2 separate regions of the Podarcis muralis genome follow, and region 2 is linked to region 1. Evidence: chromatin contacts called from public Hi-C data. All regions are on one chromosome and are shown on one strand. Each heading gives the region's core, a stretch centred on a gene start, on an enhancer-like site or on the middle of the called end of the contact. The rest is flanking DNA. Distances are from core to core; before and after follow the strand shown. Region 1 holds the start of SCAF4 (SR-related CTD associated factor 4). Region 2 holds the start of MIS18A (MIS18 kinetochore protein A).

Evidence for each region. Hi-C and Micro-C count contacts between places; a contact is called where the count stands out from the background.
Region 2: a contact with region 1 is called in a Hi-C map of blood, with 4 times the contacts expected there. The contact joins the promoter of MIS18A here to the promoter of SCAF4 in region 1. A contact is called at or near these places in 2 of 3 Hi-C or Micro-C datasets (blood and tail).

The regions. Positions count from the first base shown.
Region 1 is chr4:52,693,011-52,697,234 of rPodMur119.hap1.1, forward strand. SCAF4 (SR-related CTD associated factor 4) reads right to left here and starts at 2,888. Exons shown (of 20, transcript XM_028727015.2): 1 at 2,657-2,888. The coding sequence starts at 2,686.
Region 2 is chr4:52,830,622-52,834,604 of rPodMur119.hap1.1, forward strand. MIS18A (MIS18 kinetochore protein A) reads right to left here and starts at 2,559. Exons shown (of 5, transcript XM_028727022.2): 1 at 2,367-2,559; 2 at 1,568-1,634. The coding sequence starts at 2,559. It also overlaps LOC114596039.

The DNA of each region.
Region 1 (4,224 bases), core at 1,638-4,137:
TTTCCACCCAGACACTGCTTGCGGCTCCAATATTCTGGATACGGCAACCCTTGACAGAAAGGAGTTTTCCATAAAGTTTCTACGGTTGCAATCCAAGGCACAATTAGAATTATACTCCACTCAAACCAGTAGGATTTAGGTCTAAGAATAAGTTACCAAGCATCACTATTTATTCTGGACTTAGGAAACAATCATTTTACTATTTCTCTGAAAGATAAAAGCCTACACAATATACGTTCAAATGTGGGCATGTAAAATGCCATGGTGGCTTGCATTTTTCTTGTCTCTCTTTTTCTTCAGTGCATTTGTACTACAATGATGCTCCACAGGTCTCATTCTTCCATTTATATCTAAACACAGAATATCAGAGCAGTACAGAGAACTCTGAAGACAGCAGCCACACACCTGTACTATGATCTCTACCAAGGTGAAGCAAAGAGGTCAGCCTAGCCACTTCCTGGCTTTCTGCCATAACACAATGCATGAAGATGCAGTAGCTATTCTAACACTTAGCTGAACATTTTGAGTTCAGTGGTACCTAGGGGTAAATACGCTTCAGGTTACAGACTCCGCTAACCCAGAAATATTGCCTCAGGTTAAGAACTTTGCTTCAGGATGAGAACAGAAATTGTGCAGCAGCAGCAGCAGCGCAGCAGCAGCAGGAGGCCCCATTAGCTAAAGGGGTGCTTCAGGTTAAGAACAGTTTCAGGTTAAGAACAGACCTCCGGAACGAATTAAGTACTTAACCCGAGGTACCACTGTACTTCATCTCAGGAGCTCACACACAGTAATCTTAGAAAACACTCTGAAATAATACTTACTACCCCAAGCAATTAAGCAACTGTTCATTCTCTTTATGGAAATCTTACACAAACTGTAATGCTTTTTCTAAAGTTGATGATGATAGCATTTATAAAGTTTTACATACAATACTGAAAAGAATCCATCTGTTAATTGAACACATCCCATACACACCCAGCACATGCACTACAAGTTCTACTAAAGTTACCCAAAATACTTTTCATGCAACTGAGCATTTATAGGTCCATGTTAAGACAAATTAGTAGTACTGAACAAGCCCCAGGTGGCAAACTGAACCTGCCACTTATGCATAGCTGTTTTGATATTTCGTATCGGGTTGTGTAGGACCCAAAGAAAGACAACCAGAGGTGTGTATGGCTGTCATAATGCTGTGCTTAAATGAAGGGCAATATTCTGAAGCTTAATGTACTTTTTCAGTTCTGAACATTAAGTTTCGTAACTGGATGTTTAACTGGAAGGCCATTGATATGCCCAAATATAAAAGCATTTACAGTGAGCAAACTTTACAGAGTTTTCTGTTCAAAAAGCATATACAGTGATTTAAACATTAAAGTCTACTTTATGTCCATGTAAACCTGCATTTATGCACACTTTGATTTATCTGGTTATCTGCAGCAGAAATCACATTAAGTTGTAAATTTGCTGCAATCTTTATGTAGTTTAATAACACTTGTATCCATTTTCCAGAATACCACAGCAGTACACAGAAACCTTTTAGAGAAGTAGCAATGTTAGTCCGCTGAAACAGACTTTTATGAATGTCAACTGTTAATACACTAAAACACTAGAAGGAGCCATTCAGTTTCAATGCGATTCACCAGACACTTCAGCTCGGAATTCTTCTGGCATTCTGTTGTGAGAATATGCCCAATGTTACCTTTAAAAAGCCAGTTTCTGATGTTGGCTAGGAACTCTCTGCTCCTTGAGATCAATTCCCTCACTTTTCCTGCCCACCACAACCAGTCCTGAAAAGAAGGGGGAAATCTTCCGGATTTTCTATTCACACTCGCGCCATATGCACGATAATTTGAAAACCGTGTACATTATCTAAGATATAATCAGTGGGATAGCTTTTATTCATCGCTAGATTCTGCAACGCAAGGGGTTCGCACAGTATCACAGAAACAGTTGGGATGGTAACTTTAAATACAAAACTTTTTGATGGGTCGCGTAATAGGGCTGCAAATAACATGCCCTCGAGACGCCTAATCTCTTCGCACGTCCCGGATCTTCATCATCAAATGGCTGCAAGAAAAAGGCCAGAAACTTCCTCTTCACTCCGCCGCCACCCCGCACCGCGATCTCCTCGAAGTGCGCCCTCGCCCACAGACACACACACACAGGCACAAGATACTTAGGCCCCCTTCCTCCCCACCTACAGCGAAGCGCTACCCGGCACGCGCGCATTACTTCCATTCCCGGCCTCTCCCTTGGCCTACAGGGCTGACCTTAAACAGCCCGGCCGGGTTTCCCCAGCAGCCGGGCCCGGGATAGAGGGCCTCGGAAGTGAGGCGAAAGTTCTTAGGCCCCCTTCGAGCTTGAGGGAAGTCGCGTGTGCGGGGAAGGGGGCTGAGGGGAAAGCGGCCCCTGAAGCCCCGCGTCACCCGACGCAACGCCGCCGCCCACACGCCGGGCCCAGGAGAGGCCGCCGCACACCGAAGGGCGCTGGCAACTCGTCCCCGTCGGCTGCTCCGCCTCAGACCAGGCCTGCGAACTCCGGCCTCCAGTCCCAGGCTCCAGAGCGGTATCAGCGGTCGCCAGCCGCTCCCAACCCCCCACTACCAACAGCCGGGGCCTACCCGTCCCGCGCTCCCTTGCCGGGCCCTGTCCCCACCTCTTGGTTGAAGGCGTTCACAGCCTCCATGGCTGTGGCTCGGCGGCCTCTTGCTACCGCGCGCGGAGGAGCCCCGGAGGAAGCGGCGGGACGTGGTTCTCGTCGGCCTCCCGCCTTCAGGGCCTCGGCGCTAACATGTCCGTTTGGCGGCAGCCCGCAGCGCGTCTCGTTGGCGAGGCAGCCGCGCAGACTGTCTCCCCCTCAGCGGGACGGCGGCGCCCACGCCGCGAACAGCACCCTGGGATAGCGCAGGCCTCCGGGCTGCGCGCCACCCATCGGAAGAAAAGAGAGCTGCGGACCAAACCCCCGCCCCGCCCCCGGAGACAACGAACAAGCGCGCGCGCGTGCGCTTGAGGAGGGCCACGTGACAGCGCTCGCCCTTTTGCCTCGCGCCCAACGCTTTCATCGCCTGTTTCCAGGCACTCCGCGCCCCCCCCCCCCGACGTCGACCTCGCTTTAAGTCTTGGGAAAGGCAGCGAGTTGAATCCTCCGCGCTTTAACTGAAAAGGGGCTGGACGTTGTGCCAAAGGAAACGTGAATGCAGCCTCAGTGTTGCCCATTTCATCCCGCCTGCGCCATAATAATAATTACTACTACTACTACTACTACTATTATTATTATTATTAATTATTATTATTATTTATACCCCGCCCATCTGGCTGAGTTTCCCCAGCCACTCTGGGCGGCTTCCAATCAAGTGTTAAAAACAATACATACAGCATAAAAGTCAATATTGGCTAGGGTGGGTTTTCGAAGCAAGCAGCAACCGTGGTTTCCCAGGTATCCTTGCAAGCATAAGAAGGCAACGCAGAGCAGGAGAAGAAGAGCCTTCAGAAATGTGTACAGCAGCTGAGGGGAGTAGTGTTCCTACTGTGACATAGGAAGATGACAGCGGCTTCTGATAAATAAATGCCCCCATTTTCATTACTCAAACTTGGGAGGGTATAGCTGCAGTTGCACAGAACTAAACATTGAGGTTTTACTGCCTTAAAAATGCAATGAGTTCAGAAGCGAAGTGTCAGACTCTCATGCTTTGCTTTCATTCATTGTCAGCAGAATGTAGTAGGGAGACTTTAATCAGAACGCTCTTCTAGTCTGTTACTGAGGCAAGACAATGCTCCAGCACATCCACTGCCACACCTGCAGATGTAAAGGAAAGGTAGAGCTGTGTGTCACCAGAATACTGCTGACAACACACTTCAAAATTCTGCATGACCCCACTCAGTGGCTTCATATAGATATTAAACATGGGGGTAGAATTCAACCCTGAGGGACTCCACAACAAGGGACCCCATGGTGCCGAATAGCACTCCCCAAGCATCACCCGTTGAAGACAACCAACCAAGCAGGATTGGAACCACAGCAAAGCAGTTCTACCCACCCACAACTCAGATAGGCCTTCCAGGAGGAAACCATGGTAGATGGTATCAAAAACCACTAAGAGTATAAGAAACATTAACAGAGATAGAGTACCTCTGTACTACTTCTGACAGAGGTCATAATAAAACAACAACAACAACAACAACAATAGGTATTACTATTTATACCCTGCCCATCTAGGTTTCCCC
Region 2 (3,983 bases), core at 1,309-3,808, 140 kb after region 1:
AGTTGAGATTCCTACATTGCAGGGGGTTGGACTAGATGACCCTCAGGGTCCCTTTCCAACTCTACAATTCTATGATTCACAACACTCCTCTAGGTTGGTCTGTGTCTTAATGCCTGGCTCCAAAATCACCAACTGGTATTCACAGCCAAGTAGGGATTTTGTGGCAATGCAGTCAAGATATGAATTTATTCTGAAAGTTATTCAGACAGAATTATTTTATACTTCGTTGTATTAATCTAATTTGAAAAACCTATTACCGTTGCAATCTTTTTTCCGGTTCTCCTCTTTGCTCTTCAACTTAATTAGATCATAAATCAAAGACAGCCTAGAGTCTGACTGTGAGTGGGTGATCTTCCTTTACAGGGAAGGCCAAGAGATTACCACAGGTGTCAGAAGCAGCTGTGCATGTGAAGGCCACTTCACGATAAGAAGACACAACAACCAAGCAAGTCTGGGAAAAGGCAGTCAGGCAAAATGTAACACTATGTGATGCTTTGTAATACAATGCCAGGCACCCTGGAGACAGCCAGCTTGGGGCCTATTTGAGAGATAAAGAGATAAGGCAGAAGCTGAACTGTCTTGGTTTGTACAGGGGCCTCTTGTTTATGGTCTCCAGAGGGATAAACAAGGCATCCATGTTAAACAGGACAGCCAAAGGTGTCAGAAGGATCAACCTGAAGCGGGTTGGAAACCCACTCCTATTAGAACCTTCTTGTGCTTCTTGGGTGCTACCCAGCAGAGTCCCCAGCCATGGTCTGATCACCCAGACCTTCGTGCTTTTGATAATATCTGATTCCACCACATTCAAGTCCTTGCTGGGTACTCCAACCACTGCATTACATTTTAAGAATCAGTCCTTCCGAAGCACTGATTATGATTCAATGAAAAGGCCTGTAGACAACACATTCTTTATTTATGAATAAGTGTTAGAGGCAAGTTGTGTACATTTATCTGACTGCAAGCAATATTTAAAAAATGGTTTTCCCAGGACTTTTTTAAAGGACTTGGTCAAAAAGGTGCAAATTCCCATGTACTCCATTCATGCAAGTGCGCAAAAAACAAAACAACTATTCAGAGTGATGATTAGCAGATGTGAACCAAACTCTTAAACCAGTTTTAGTCTTAGTCAATAAGCACAAACAATGTAGCTTGAATGTTCAAACAGATTCAAAACTGTGTGGAAATTAATTTTCTTGGAAGAATTGTAAATATTTTAAGAAGCGACAACTCAGTAGCAAGCACTGAAGATCATTAACCTATGTATTTTTATTATGTATGCACACTTCCCAAGGAATGTCTCCTAAAAACTAACATAATAAGATATACATCCCACACTTCCTCAAAGATTCAGTATGAGTAACAGGCTTAAAGCAGATGGCTTCAAAAAAACAAAAACCCTGCTCTAAAGTGGCTTCCTATTCCCCTTCCTAATAAAAATGAGTCCAAACATATTGTCTATTAGCCCATATGGATACTTTTAGGGCAAACCTTTCTTTTGACTTTCTTCTTTAGCATAAAGCTCTATTGTGAGACACATCTGTTTCACTTTGGGATTTTCACCGCTTACCAGCCATATTCGCCTGCTCGGCTTGAAAGTTTCTGTTCTTTGTCCACTGAAACATTGAGCGTAACATCTGAAAATCAAAAGATGTAAGATCAGTAGAAAAGTAGTCTCCCATAAGTACTCCCAGCCCAATTATGCCATTTATCGCCAACACAGAATGGGAAAACACTGAAGTGGGTTGGCAAAAACCTCTATCCCAACTAAGGGGCTGGGGCACAATAATGCCCACATGCTTTGGTCAACCGGGTGGCAAGGAGTAAGTTTAATGCATATTCCAAAACACTTTGGAAATTAAAAAGAGGCATACACGTCACTAGCACTAGAACTGAGTCCCATGAATTATCTTTGGCTGCAAGTTTAAGCACATTTACCTAGGCGAAAACCCCACTGAAAATAACTGGACACACACACAAATATAGGATTGCAACGTTAGCACTGCAGAATCTTTCCCTCTTTTTCTCTTTTCAAGTGTTTTGCTGTTCCTTCTGCAGCTTCACCATATTCACGTTCTTTTATTGCAATGCCTTTGCTTTAATTCCCTCTTAAGTCGCCCAGATAATTTCAAGTGAAGGCGCAGCCTAAAACCGCCTCAAGAAGGGAGACGGGTCCTACGACCTACGTAAAGCACGCAAGAAGGGCACGAACAAAGCCAAGAGAGGAGCCACTGAATGCTGGTTTATGGGGGGGGGGCGGGGAGGACGAGCGCGCGAATCTTTGCACGCGCGAGGGAAAGCCGCGGTGCGGGCGGGCGCAGAGCGTTTCCCAGGTGATTAGCCGCGCGGGCGGGCGCCTCGTCGCTCACTCTTCAGCAAGATGCAGTTGGTGTCCTCGTCGTTGAACTCCCAGCCGAGCGTGTCTCCTACGGGCCGCTTGCAGCCAGCGCACAGGAACACCATGGGCAGCTCCTCGGACCCCGCTTCCTCTCCGGGCCCCGGGCTGCCAGGGGACGCCTCCGTCAACGGGAGAGAGCTGTCTTCCCCCGGGTGCGCCGCCATTCTCTTTCAAAGCCGCCCGCGCCGCGCCCCCTCCCCTCCGCGCCAGCGCCGGAAATAACATGCAACGCGGGGCCGCTCTAGCGCGCAAACCGAGCCCTTCTCTTTTGCCTCTCCCAGGAGAAGGGGCGGAGTCGGGGGCGCTCGAGAGCGGGTGGGAGCATGCGCTGTGGCGCTGGGTGATTCAGCACCAGGGAAGGGCCTCGGTCGGGCAGGTTGCGGAGTTCACCATAGCAACGCGGGGGAAGCAGCCGCCTTGAGCGGTCTAAGGGTCTTTGCGAGGTTGCATGGTAGTGATTTCTGAGCGAAGTAGTTATGAAAGAATAAAAACTCCAAAATACAGATTCTGAAGATTTTTTTTTTTTTTAAAGGGCGGTCGCGTGATTCTTACAATCTTTTCGACAGACACTATTCTCAGTACCACCAACCAACCTCGAGAGATGCAGCTGCTAATGATAACAGCAAGAATATGCACACTGTGCAGGTTTTGCTCAAAAACCTGCTTGAGGTGGCAGTAGGAAGCACATCACACGTAGCAGTGGCATCATTGCGCCTGCAAAACAACTGACTCCAGTGTGGTGGAAAAGACTTCTTTGAGGAGTCTCCACGTGCCACCCATTTCCCACATTCGTGTTCGTTTCGTGGTCAGTTGTAGGAAAGGGGGGTGCATTGGAGAGGATTGAAAGGTGGAGTTGTTCATTTCCTGCAGTGATCACTCTGTTGAAACGGGGAGTAAGTGGGCAGTGCTGTAGGTGAAAAATGGGGTGTCAGCTGTTGCTAACGCCATTTGCTTTATTTTAGTGGGCCAGGTGTCATGTTTGTTTATCTTGGTAATGTGTTGGTTGTCCCCCCTGCATTTAGCTTTGTTTTATGACAGGGTTCTTATTTATTTGACTTTTTAATTAGTCCTTAATTTTTGTATATTGCCATTTTCCCTGCTGTGGGGTCGAAATATTAAATGAAGAACAGGTTATGAATAAAATGATGATGATGATAGCCTGTCACCTGCTGGCATGGTTTTCTTTACCAACTTGACTATGTGTCTTTTCTTATTACTTACCGGTAGTTCTGTATTAGTGAAAACATAAAAGAGTTAACGACATCTTGTACTTCCCACAAGGAATGTTCACATTTGTCATTCTGGCACCAGAGACCATCGCCATACACTGACCTTCATTTCTGCTGATTGGGTCTGGTATCTTGGCATTCCTCAAGGATGCCTGCTCAAATGAAAAACTGCACAACTACAGAATCTCTTTATAGGAACACTTAAGTACAACTCATCATAATTGTTGGTTGGGGTTAGAGCTGGCTAGGAGGTTGTACTGAGATGGCTAACAAGACAAATTCATCCAGTTTTACTTACGATTTTGAATATTACATGGATTATTTAGATCTACTTCCAGTTGATGCAAGAAAGCTGAAGG